Linked DNA regions of Rattus norvegicus: region 1 is linked to region 2. Evidence: chromatin contacts called from public Hi-C data. All regions are on one chromosome and are shown on one strand. Each heading gives the region's core, a stretch centred on a gene start, on an enhancer-like site or on the middle of the called end of the contact. The rest is flanking DNA. Distances are from core to core; before and after follow the strand shown.

Region 1 (4,712 bases), core at 807-3,306, 130 kb after region 2:
ATCCTATCTCAAACCTGATCTGATAATAGTTTGACCATGGACCCAACTGATCTTCGTCCTGGACAAGGTCATGGCTGACCTTGGAGGACTCAACTGACCCAACAAGATGAGCCATTAAGTCTGGTTGTTACTGGCTACACTGGAGCTTCTAGAATTATGCATGGTTTGCGGGGCACATAGATGGCTGCAAAGCTGGCTATGGACCACATGAGGGGATGGAGAACAAACGCCTTTCTTCCAGGGACACCTTTTCTCCCTCTTCTGAGGGACCCGATTGCCACCTCCTGGAGACTTCGAACACTGCGCTCAGAGCCCCAAGGCGGCCGTCATCCACTTTATGGGGGTCAAGCGAATAGAACTGGGAGAGACCTTTGAGGCGTCAGACCCAAGCACAAAGGTGTTTCTCCTCGTCCGCCAGATCTTCGCTGCCTCTGGGCAGGCGGCGCGGGTCGGGGGTCCTCGCGGGGGTAGGCAGTACAAGGTGTAGTCGCCGGACCAGGAGGGAGCGGGCGGCGGAGGCGAGCACCAGAAGCGGCGGCAGAGAGAGGAATCCGAACACTATGAGCGCCGCGGAGCCACGGTCTGAGAGCAGCGCTCTGCAACGTGGACCCGGGGCTGGATGAACCTGTGGGCAGTGCAGGCGTACAGTCAGACAGGGAAGCACCGGAGTGGAGTAGCGCTAAGGGAGGACCTGGGCCCGAGGCCTGGAGATCCTAGCTGGGCCTAGAGCTCAGGGCAGAGTCCAGAAAGAAAAGGGTAGGGCTGGAAGGCCTGGAGGTGGAGCCTGGTCAGAAATGTGAGAACTGAACCTAGAGAGTTGGTGGTGGCATTTTTGAGTGCTTGGGTGTGTGTTAGGGGGTTCCTTAAGAAAAGGCCAGAGAACCTCCCTGGCTCTCCCAAGCCAGTTTTCCTGTCCCCATATGAGCTTCCTTCCATGACCCATACCTGTGTTGACAGCTGATATTGAGGTTCATCTGTAGTGTCACCAGCTAGCCTCGTTTCTCTCCATAAGCTTCAGAAAGGGATATAGGGGCCATCTATGTATAGATCAAGCCATAGATGGGGAAACCTAGCCAAGGTCAAGAGGGTTCAGGGAAGGGTGCTCTCTCTCTCTCTCTCTCTCTCTCTCTCTCTCTCTCTCTCTCTCTCTGTGTGTGTGTGTGTGTGTGTGTCTGTGTCTGTGTCTGTGTCTGTGTCTGTGTGTAGTGGAGAGGCACTGAGGACAGGTGAATCTGACAATGTATTTTCCTATCTCTACGTCAACCTCACTGACCAGGCCCTGGTGCCTCCTGGTACAAAGCTAAGAGGGGCCTGGGAGAGGCAAGGCAGCTGTTCCCTGTGTAACAAAGAGCCTTTCTTTGTCTGCAGCTGGTAGGGGTGTTGGCAGAAGAGGAGGATGTATATGTCTCTGGTTACAAAGGGGCAGGGCTAGAAGGGGGCATATTCACCTACAAGCCCAAGGACTTGAACCTCCGCAGAACACTCATTCCCCAAGGACTAACCAATGGATACTGCTCACCCTCGAGTGGCACAGGAATCCCAGGTAGACAACGGCAGCTGCTGGCAGCAATACCAGCAGGAAGACTGTCCCAGGCAGCAGCAGATGAAGCAGGAACCCAGCTAGGGCCCGGGCAGACAGCATCAGGGTCCTGAGGCCTTGGGTGGCCAGGACTGAGATGTGGTAATCGGTAGGCCTTCTTCGGGGTAGCATGGGTGCCGTGTCTGAGGTAACGCCTTCATCCTCTTCTGTCTCCCTTTCCTGATCACTCATGTCCTGCTGTTGCCCTTGAAGGGTGTTTCCCCCCAAGATCACAGTGGTAGGCAGCAGGACTAACCCCCAAGTACCCTAGGCCCAGGCTAGAGATCCTTTTGCCCTCCCCAGATTCAGTTCACACCTAGATCCTAGCCATCAGAGAGTAGACAGTCTACTATCCATCAGGTAGCTAGTCCGTTTAGTCTAGGTCTGAATATCAGTCTCCAGAGCTACTCCTCTACCACAGTTTCCCCCACTACCTTGTTGGGCCTCTTTACCAGGCAAAGGCAGGCAGCTCCTATGTGCTCTTGTCAGGTCTTACAGAGCTCTTCCCATCTGAGCACTGGGGCCCTCCTTCCTCTCAGCCTACCCTTTCCCAGCTTCCAGTTCTCTCAAACAATGGCTTTGCTTCACAGATCTTGGCTATGACAGAAGCCCTATCAATAGCCGCCATCTAGGGGCGAACTATCAACTCATTTCCCAGCCTGAGCCCCTGCCTTTCCCCTTCTCTGACACCAGGTGACTTCATGCTCTGGAGCTGTTCGCAGCATGACCGGGTCGTACGGTTAGTGCTTACTGTAGTGCCCGGCAGGTAATGGATACCTAATTAAAAGCAGATGCAATTACTCCATATTAAATGCAACCCATTGTGGAAGTACGCAACAAGCTCTTCAGATGATGGGAGCATATAGTCCTGAAAACTCCAGCCCTCCCTCTTCTGGTCTCCATAGGCACTGGGTATGCATGTCGTGTACATACATACGTATATTTGGGCAAAATGTTCATACCCATAAAATAAATAAATACATCCCAAATTTTTTGTTTGTTTGTTTTTTTGTTTTTCGGAGCTGAGGACCGAACCCAGGGCCTTGTGCTTGCTAGGCAAGCGCTCTACCACTGAGCTAAATCCCCAACCCCCAAATTTTTTAAAATTATCTTCCTACTAAGCACACACTCTTGTAATTATAGATATAATATATATAATATAATGTATACATACATATATGTATACATACATATATGTATACATACATATATGTATACATACATACATACATATATATATATATATATATATATATATATATATATGAATGACACATCCTCTCCCACTGAGGCTAGGCAACCCAGTTAGGGCAACAGGATCTATAGGCAGGGTAGGAAAAGCCCCTGCTCTAGTTGTTGGAGGACCTGCATAACAAACCACAACAATTATCAACCAAACAACAACCCACCATGCCTCTCAGGGCCCTAACACCATATGGGTGCTGGGAATCTAACCGCAGTCCTCTGTACGAGCAACAAGTGTTTGCAACTGCTGAGCCATTTCTCTAGCCCCTGACATTTTATTTTTGACCTGTATGTATGTGTGTCTATATGTGGGTATGTGCACATAAGCACAAGTGTCCTCAGAGGCCAGACACGGTGGTCAGAGCTGCGTATGATAGTACACACATTCTATCTCAGCACTTGGGTGACAGAGGCAGGTAGATCTTTATACATTCCATGTCAGTTTACATAGTGAGTTCTAGGCTAGCTAGCTAAGGCTATATAGTGAGATACATACCGGGACTCCATCTTTTAAAATGGCTCCGTGAGAGGTCCTGAGTTCAAATCCCAGAAACCACATGGTGGCTCACAACCATCTGTAGTGGGATCTTGGCGCCCTCTTCTGGTATACCAGTATATATGCAGGCAGAACACTGTACATAATAAATAATAAATCTTAAATCTTAAAAAAAAAAAAAAAAGGAAAGGAGAAAAGGAGAAAAGGAAGTAGGAGGAGTGGGAGTCAGATTCCTTGGGGCTGAAGTTACAAGTGGTTCTGAGATACCCAGTGTGGGTGCTGGGAATTGAACTCAGGTCCTCTGTAAGAGCACTATATGCTTGGTTGGATTCCTAGTACTCATGATAGGTAACTCCAGCTCCAGAGGATCTGATGCACTTTTGTTTCTGAGGGCACTCATATTGAAGTTGCACACACACACACACACACACACACACACACACACACAAACTTATCTATGTGTATCTGTGAATGTGTAAGTCATAAATGCTAGGGCCCCACTTTTATGGCCTGAATTAACCTTAATTCTCGAAGGCCCCACCTGCCAATATCATTGACAAATACTTACAGAAAATAAATTGTTCGGGATAAAAGTGAATAAGAAATTAAATAATTAATTTTAACAGAGGGAAGGAGAGAAGTTTTGAACATGAACTTTGGGGAGAAACATTCAAACTACGGAATTGTTCCAGGAATTGTTTTAGGCCTTCAAAAGAAGAGCTGTATATGCTTGTGAACTATGCCGCTGTCCTGATAGCTTGGCACAGCTCCACCAAGGAAAGCTGCAGCTGATGATGGAAGAGGCCACAGACGTTCTAAGAAGATAGGGATCCTGGGAAGGGCCGAGGGAACCTGGCATGAACAGAATTACAGTCTCCCTGGATCCTATGTGATAGGAGTCTCTCCACCCTCCCACCTACCCACCCCCTTGAAACTGCCCCATGAAAGTGGCTTTTCAGGCACAGGGTGCTTGACTCACTCCTGTATCATCCTGTGCGGAACGAAACTGAAGCCTCAGCTTATCCCTGTAGTCGGACTTGGGCTACTTTGTGACTTCTTTTTTTCTTCCACCCTTCTCCACTCTTCTCCCACCCTTTCAACCCCATAACACTAGATAAAAGAGAAAGGGAGCAAACATTAGGCTACTTTTTTTTTTCTTTTTTCTTTTTTTTTTCCGGAGCTGGGGACCCAGGGCCTTGCACTTGTTAGGCAAGCGCTCTACCGCTGAGCTAAATCCCCAACCCCATTAGGCTACTTTCTGCTGATTAGAGGTGTCGAGTTCATTTGGGCAAATTTGATCCTCACCTTCAGGATATTCAGTCTTCTTGTTTTTTCTTTTCGAACAACTACTTAACAAACAACAAGTAACAATCCACCAACAACAATGCCTCT
Region 2 (4,726 bases), core at 2,008-4,507:
TGTGTACATATATATATATATTTAGTTGGTTAGTTAGTTGTGCTCCTCTGGAGAACCCTGACTAATAATATATGTGCCATGCCACAACCTAACAGCTACCACAAGCTAGCCCTTCCCACTACATAGGAATAATATATGTGCCATGCCACAACCTAACAGCTACCACAAGCTAGCCCTTCCCACTACATAGGAATAATATATGTGCCATGCCACAACCTAACAGCTACCACAAGCTAGCCCTTCCCACTACATAGGAATAATATATGTGCCATGCCACAACCTAACAGCTACCACAAGCTAGCCCTTCCCACTACATAGGAATAATATATGTGCCATGCCACAACCTAACAGCTACCACAAGCTAGCCCTTCCCACTACATAGGAAGCCTCTGCCTCTTTTCTTCCATCCTCCTGCCCTAATTGACAAGGCTCTTGACAGAGGATGGTACTGTGTGCTCCATGTGTGCTGAAACCCGACGAAGCTCCCAAAGACATCATCAGTGGCCTTACAGAAACCTTAGTCCTGAGTGTATACAGAGGACCTGGGGTCTGAATGCATTGACCTGGAGTTCTGCCCTGTGTAGCTCCAGACAGTCTAAAAGCTACAACTAGGGGAAGAGATGGGGCCAAAAAAAAAAAAAAAAAAAAAAAAAAAAAAAGCTACAACTAAGTGTACAAACAATATTAATTTCAGGGACTGGAGAGATGGTGCAGTGGTTAAGAGCACCGACTGCGGGGCTGGGGATTTAGCTCAGTGGTAGAGCGCTTACCTAGGAAGCGTAAGGCCCTGGGTTCGGTCCCCAGCTCCAAAAAAAAAAAAAAAAAAAAAGCACCGACTGCGCTTCCAAAGGTCCTGAGTCAGCAGCCACATGGTGGCTCACAATCATTCGTAATGAGATCTGATGCCCTCTTTTGGTGTGTCTGAAGACAGCGACAGTGTACTTATATATAATAACTAAATAAATCTTTTTATAAAAAAAACCAATGCTACTTTCAAATGCACATTAAATGTCACAAGCATGCTGAAAAACACAGTGTTATGTGTGCCACCCTCCCTGTAGGAAATTCACCTACAGAGTTAACTGACTTTTTCCTTTGCCAGAAATACTGGGCTCTGTCACCGGACAGAGCCATGTCCCTGGGCAGTATCCAAACACTCCTGGAGTTTTTGCTATAGATAGTTACAAGTATAGCAGGGTGTGTTAAAGTACGAGGGTGTGCTTGGCAAATATGCTTCAGCAGAAGTAGAACTCACTTTAGGCCAGCTTTCAGGAAGCAGAGGCAGGCAGACTTCTGTAAGTTCAAGGCCAGTCGGGTCTACAGAGCTAGTTCCAGGGTTCCAGGACAGCCAAGGCTATACAAAGAAACCCTGTCTTGGAAAGCTAGGAGAAACAATAAAACAAATGAACAAACAACAAAAACTCACCTTAGAACACAAAGAAGCCTCTAGTCAGCATCCCAGGCATTTAGTTGCTACTTCCTGGGCCACAAATTTGCTTCCTGGGCCAAAACTTCCTGTGGGAAACTAGCAGCCATTGCCAACATAGAATACAGCAAACCAAACAGGAAGGCAGGGAGCCAGGCTGGGGAAAGATCATTTTCGAGGCAGTTTTACACACAGTATTTACTGCCATAACCAGACAGTGACCATTCTGGCTGCTGTTGCTACCAGTGTTCCCTCCTTTAAGAAACAAACTTTCTTCTTCTTCTTTTTATAATGTGGCCCTCACTAGCCTGGATCTCACTATATAAACCAAATTCCTTTCAAGTGTTGAAATTAAAAGCATTTGTGGGACATCATGCCAGGACATTTAATAGGGTCAGAATTATCAGAACAGTGTAGGGGGATGCTGCCCCTTATTATATGAATATCTTATTGGGAATCCCAAAACAACCACAAAAATTAAGTCATTGTTATAATATAAAAGTTAGCAGACTGCCTTTATTTAGACAAATAAAACTACATGACACAGAGAGCATTCAGGACTCATCTCCCTATACCTGTGGTGGTGTCTGAAACAGTAATTGAAAATGTTTAACAAAACTGGTTCATCAGAGACCCCCTACTAGGCAGGTGGATGTCCTAGATGCCAGTAGAATCAAACAAGAATGTCAACTGAAGACACAGAGGCTGGAAAACCAGATCTGCCCTGCACTGAGACATCTGCTGGGGGACATCATTAAGGTTCAGGGGTATCACCGCTGCTAATCTTGCTGAAGAACTCTGGGTACACTGTAGCTTGGGGTTCACCACCCTGCCTAGGGCTGACCTTGGGTGGGATAATGACATACAGATACTTGTTGCATCAGAAGCAACAGGCCAGAGTGGAATGTGTAGCCAGATCTTCTATAAGTGGCCAACCTTCCTCTGTCCCCAAGCCCATTCCAGCTCATTAGGAGCCTTCCTGGCATCTCCGCTTTTCTCATTGGTTCTGAACCCAGAGGAGGCAGAAAGGACGATTTCTCACTGCCCAGTCCACTCAAGCCTATTTAAACAGAAACACAAACCCTGACATAACATCATCACAGGGCATCCTCAAGGGAAACAAACCAAACCCAAACTCACAAGCGCTCACCTGTCTGGAGGTCCAGTGTCCCCCACCCGCCTTGAGAATCGGGCAGGAAGCCCTGATGCTTGGAGACTTGGGACTGGGCTCCGCCGTGCTGACCTTCCTTTCTGAAAGCCCCCGGAGATCCAACCCTATGGCCAGGGGTGCTGAGACGCAGTTAACATCTGAGAAGGGACAGAGGCCGCTGGTCGCCTTAAAAAGCTCCCATGGGTCTGGTGGCTGGGACACGCTGCATCACCCCCACGCACCGAGAACGCGCAACGGGCACGAGCTGGGTCCGGGGGGGAAGGACTAAAAGCCGGTCGTGCTGAAGGGCCGAGGTCGGCCGACAAGACCTCAGCCTCGTCAGGATGATCAGGCCCCCCTAGGCCCCGTGCCACCGCCCCCGGCGCTGGGAGGGCGCCCGGCCCGGCCCCCCACTTGCCCGGAGTTTCCGCGCTCGTTCGGCCCAGGAATACCCGGCTCTGAGCAGCGCAGAGGCTGACAGTGGAACCTCGGCTTGCCACCGAGGCGCCAGCTGCAGCCCGCCGTCCTCCGCCCCCCAACAGTGCTTAGCAAGGCCGCCTCTCCAGCGCTAGCCCACCAGGGAGCCCCACCACGGCCCCCCGACCACGGTCGCGGGCCGCCGCACAGACTGCCGGGAGCTGTAGTTTGCAGAGACAGCCCGGGGGCGGGGCAGACAACTCCCAGGAGGCCCTGCGCGTGACGCAAAATGCTTAGGGTCAGGGGGTGGGGCATATAGCTACCAAGGTACCCTGAGCATGACGTACTTGTCTGGTCTGGCAGCAAACTGACCGACAGCCGCGGTATGGCCAGCGGGAGCTCTGCTACTCTAAAGAAGAAACTGGAAATACCTGCGTCCTGGCATCCTTGGAACAGAAAGTGAGCGTTGAGAGGTGATGCGGGCAAAGTCGCGCCCGGAAGTGCGTCTGGGCGGAGCCAGAGCGGCACGTGTCTCCTGCGCAGTACAAGTTCCCAGGACGCTCTCTGTTGCCTTGGAGACAGAAGCTTCGGGTGACGTCTTGCCTGAAACGGGTGGGGTTTCCAGAGATGTAGCGAAAACGCATCCAAAGTAATTCTTTTGGCTTTTTTCCCCCCTTCTTTTTGAAATAAGGTTTCACTATGTAGCAAAATGTAGCAACATGTAGCAACATAACCTGGACCTCAGTTTGTTGACCTCGAGCCATGACCTCGAACCCATGGAGCCCCAACAGCCTTTGCCTCCTGAATGCAGAAAATTAAAAGCATGAGCTACCACACCCAGCACGATTTAATTTGTTTTAAAATCAGAGTTGCGCCAGTTTTTCTCTTTTGTTTTTCTGTCGTCGATCTGGGGTGTAGTGGGGATCAACTCTGGTGAACTGAACAACCCCACACTCAGCTACTGATTTTAGTCCCACAGGCATAAAGATAAAAACAGTCATCCAGGCCTTTGCTTTTATAAACAGTACACTACCTTGTTTTACATATCTTAGACAGTTCTGTGTTATGTTCCTTAGACCATAACAACTTAGTTCTCCAATAACTCTCACAAGCTTTGCTCCCTGTGTAAGTTCCACGTGTTCTAACTGTCCCCTCATCCAGCTTGCTGTCCAGGTATATTCCCCTGGCGCACACTATCACGAGTGAACCCAGTCTATTCCTGCACAGTCTTGGTTTTTCTTTGTTCTTTTCTTTATATTTATTTATTTTTGTGGGGGGAGGGGACACCAGTGCCATAACCTTCATGCAAAGTCAGAGGCTCAAGCAAGTGTCTTTGCCTACTAAATTATTTCACTGGCTATTTTTATTTAAGGACAGACAGCATCTTACTTTGGCACAGGTTGACCTCCAACACTGTAGCTCTGTAATCCTACAATTGCAGCCTTTTAAGTGCTGGGGTTTGGGGGCATAAATCACCCCTCCTAGCTCCAACCTTAGATGTGTCGACAGGTTTCTAGTTTGTTGGAGTGGGTGGGTGGTTGGTAGGTTAGTTGGCTTTCGTGATGGGGGGTCTCACTAAATGGCCCTGGCTGGCCTAAAATTCTCATGTAGCCTAAAGCTAGCCTAGAACTCACAAAGATTCACCTGCCTCTGCTTGTTTAGTGCTAGGATTAAAGGCAAGCACCATCGTGTTGGGTTTTACACTGTGTTAGGTGAAATGACATAACAAAGTG

The links. Hi-C and Micro-C count contacts between places; a contact is called where the count stands out from the background.
Region 1: a contact with region 2 is called in a Hi-C map of the Rat2 cell line, with 4 times the contacts expected there. The contact joins the promoter of Tmem88b here to the promoter of Mib2 in region 2. A contact is called at or near these places in 11 of 12 Hi-C or Micro-C datasets (the A7r5 cell line, the Rat2 cell line, Schwann cells and 7 more).

What each region holds. Positions count from the first base shown.
Region 1 is chr5:171,674,087-171,678,798 of GRCr8, forward strand. Tmem88b (transmembrane protein 88B) reads right to left here and starts at 2,057. Exons shown (of 2, transcript NM_001109426.1): 1 at 1,520-2,057; 2 at 1-625. The coding sequence starts at 1,771. The coding sequence ends at 380.
Region 2 is chr5:171,538,653-171,543,378 of GRCr8, forward strand. Mib2 (MIB E3 ubiquitin protein ligase 2) reads right to left here and starts at 3,258. Exons shown (of 20, transcript NM_001005901.2): 1 at 2,577-3,258; 2 at 1,427-1,583.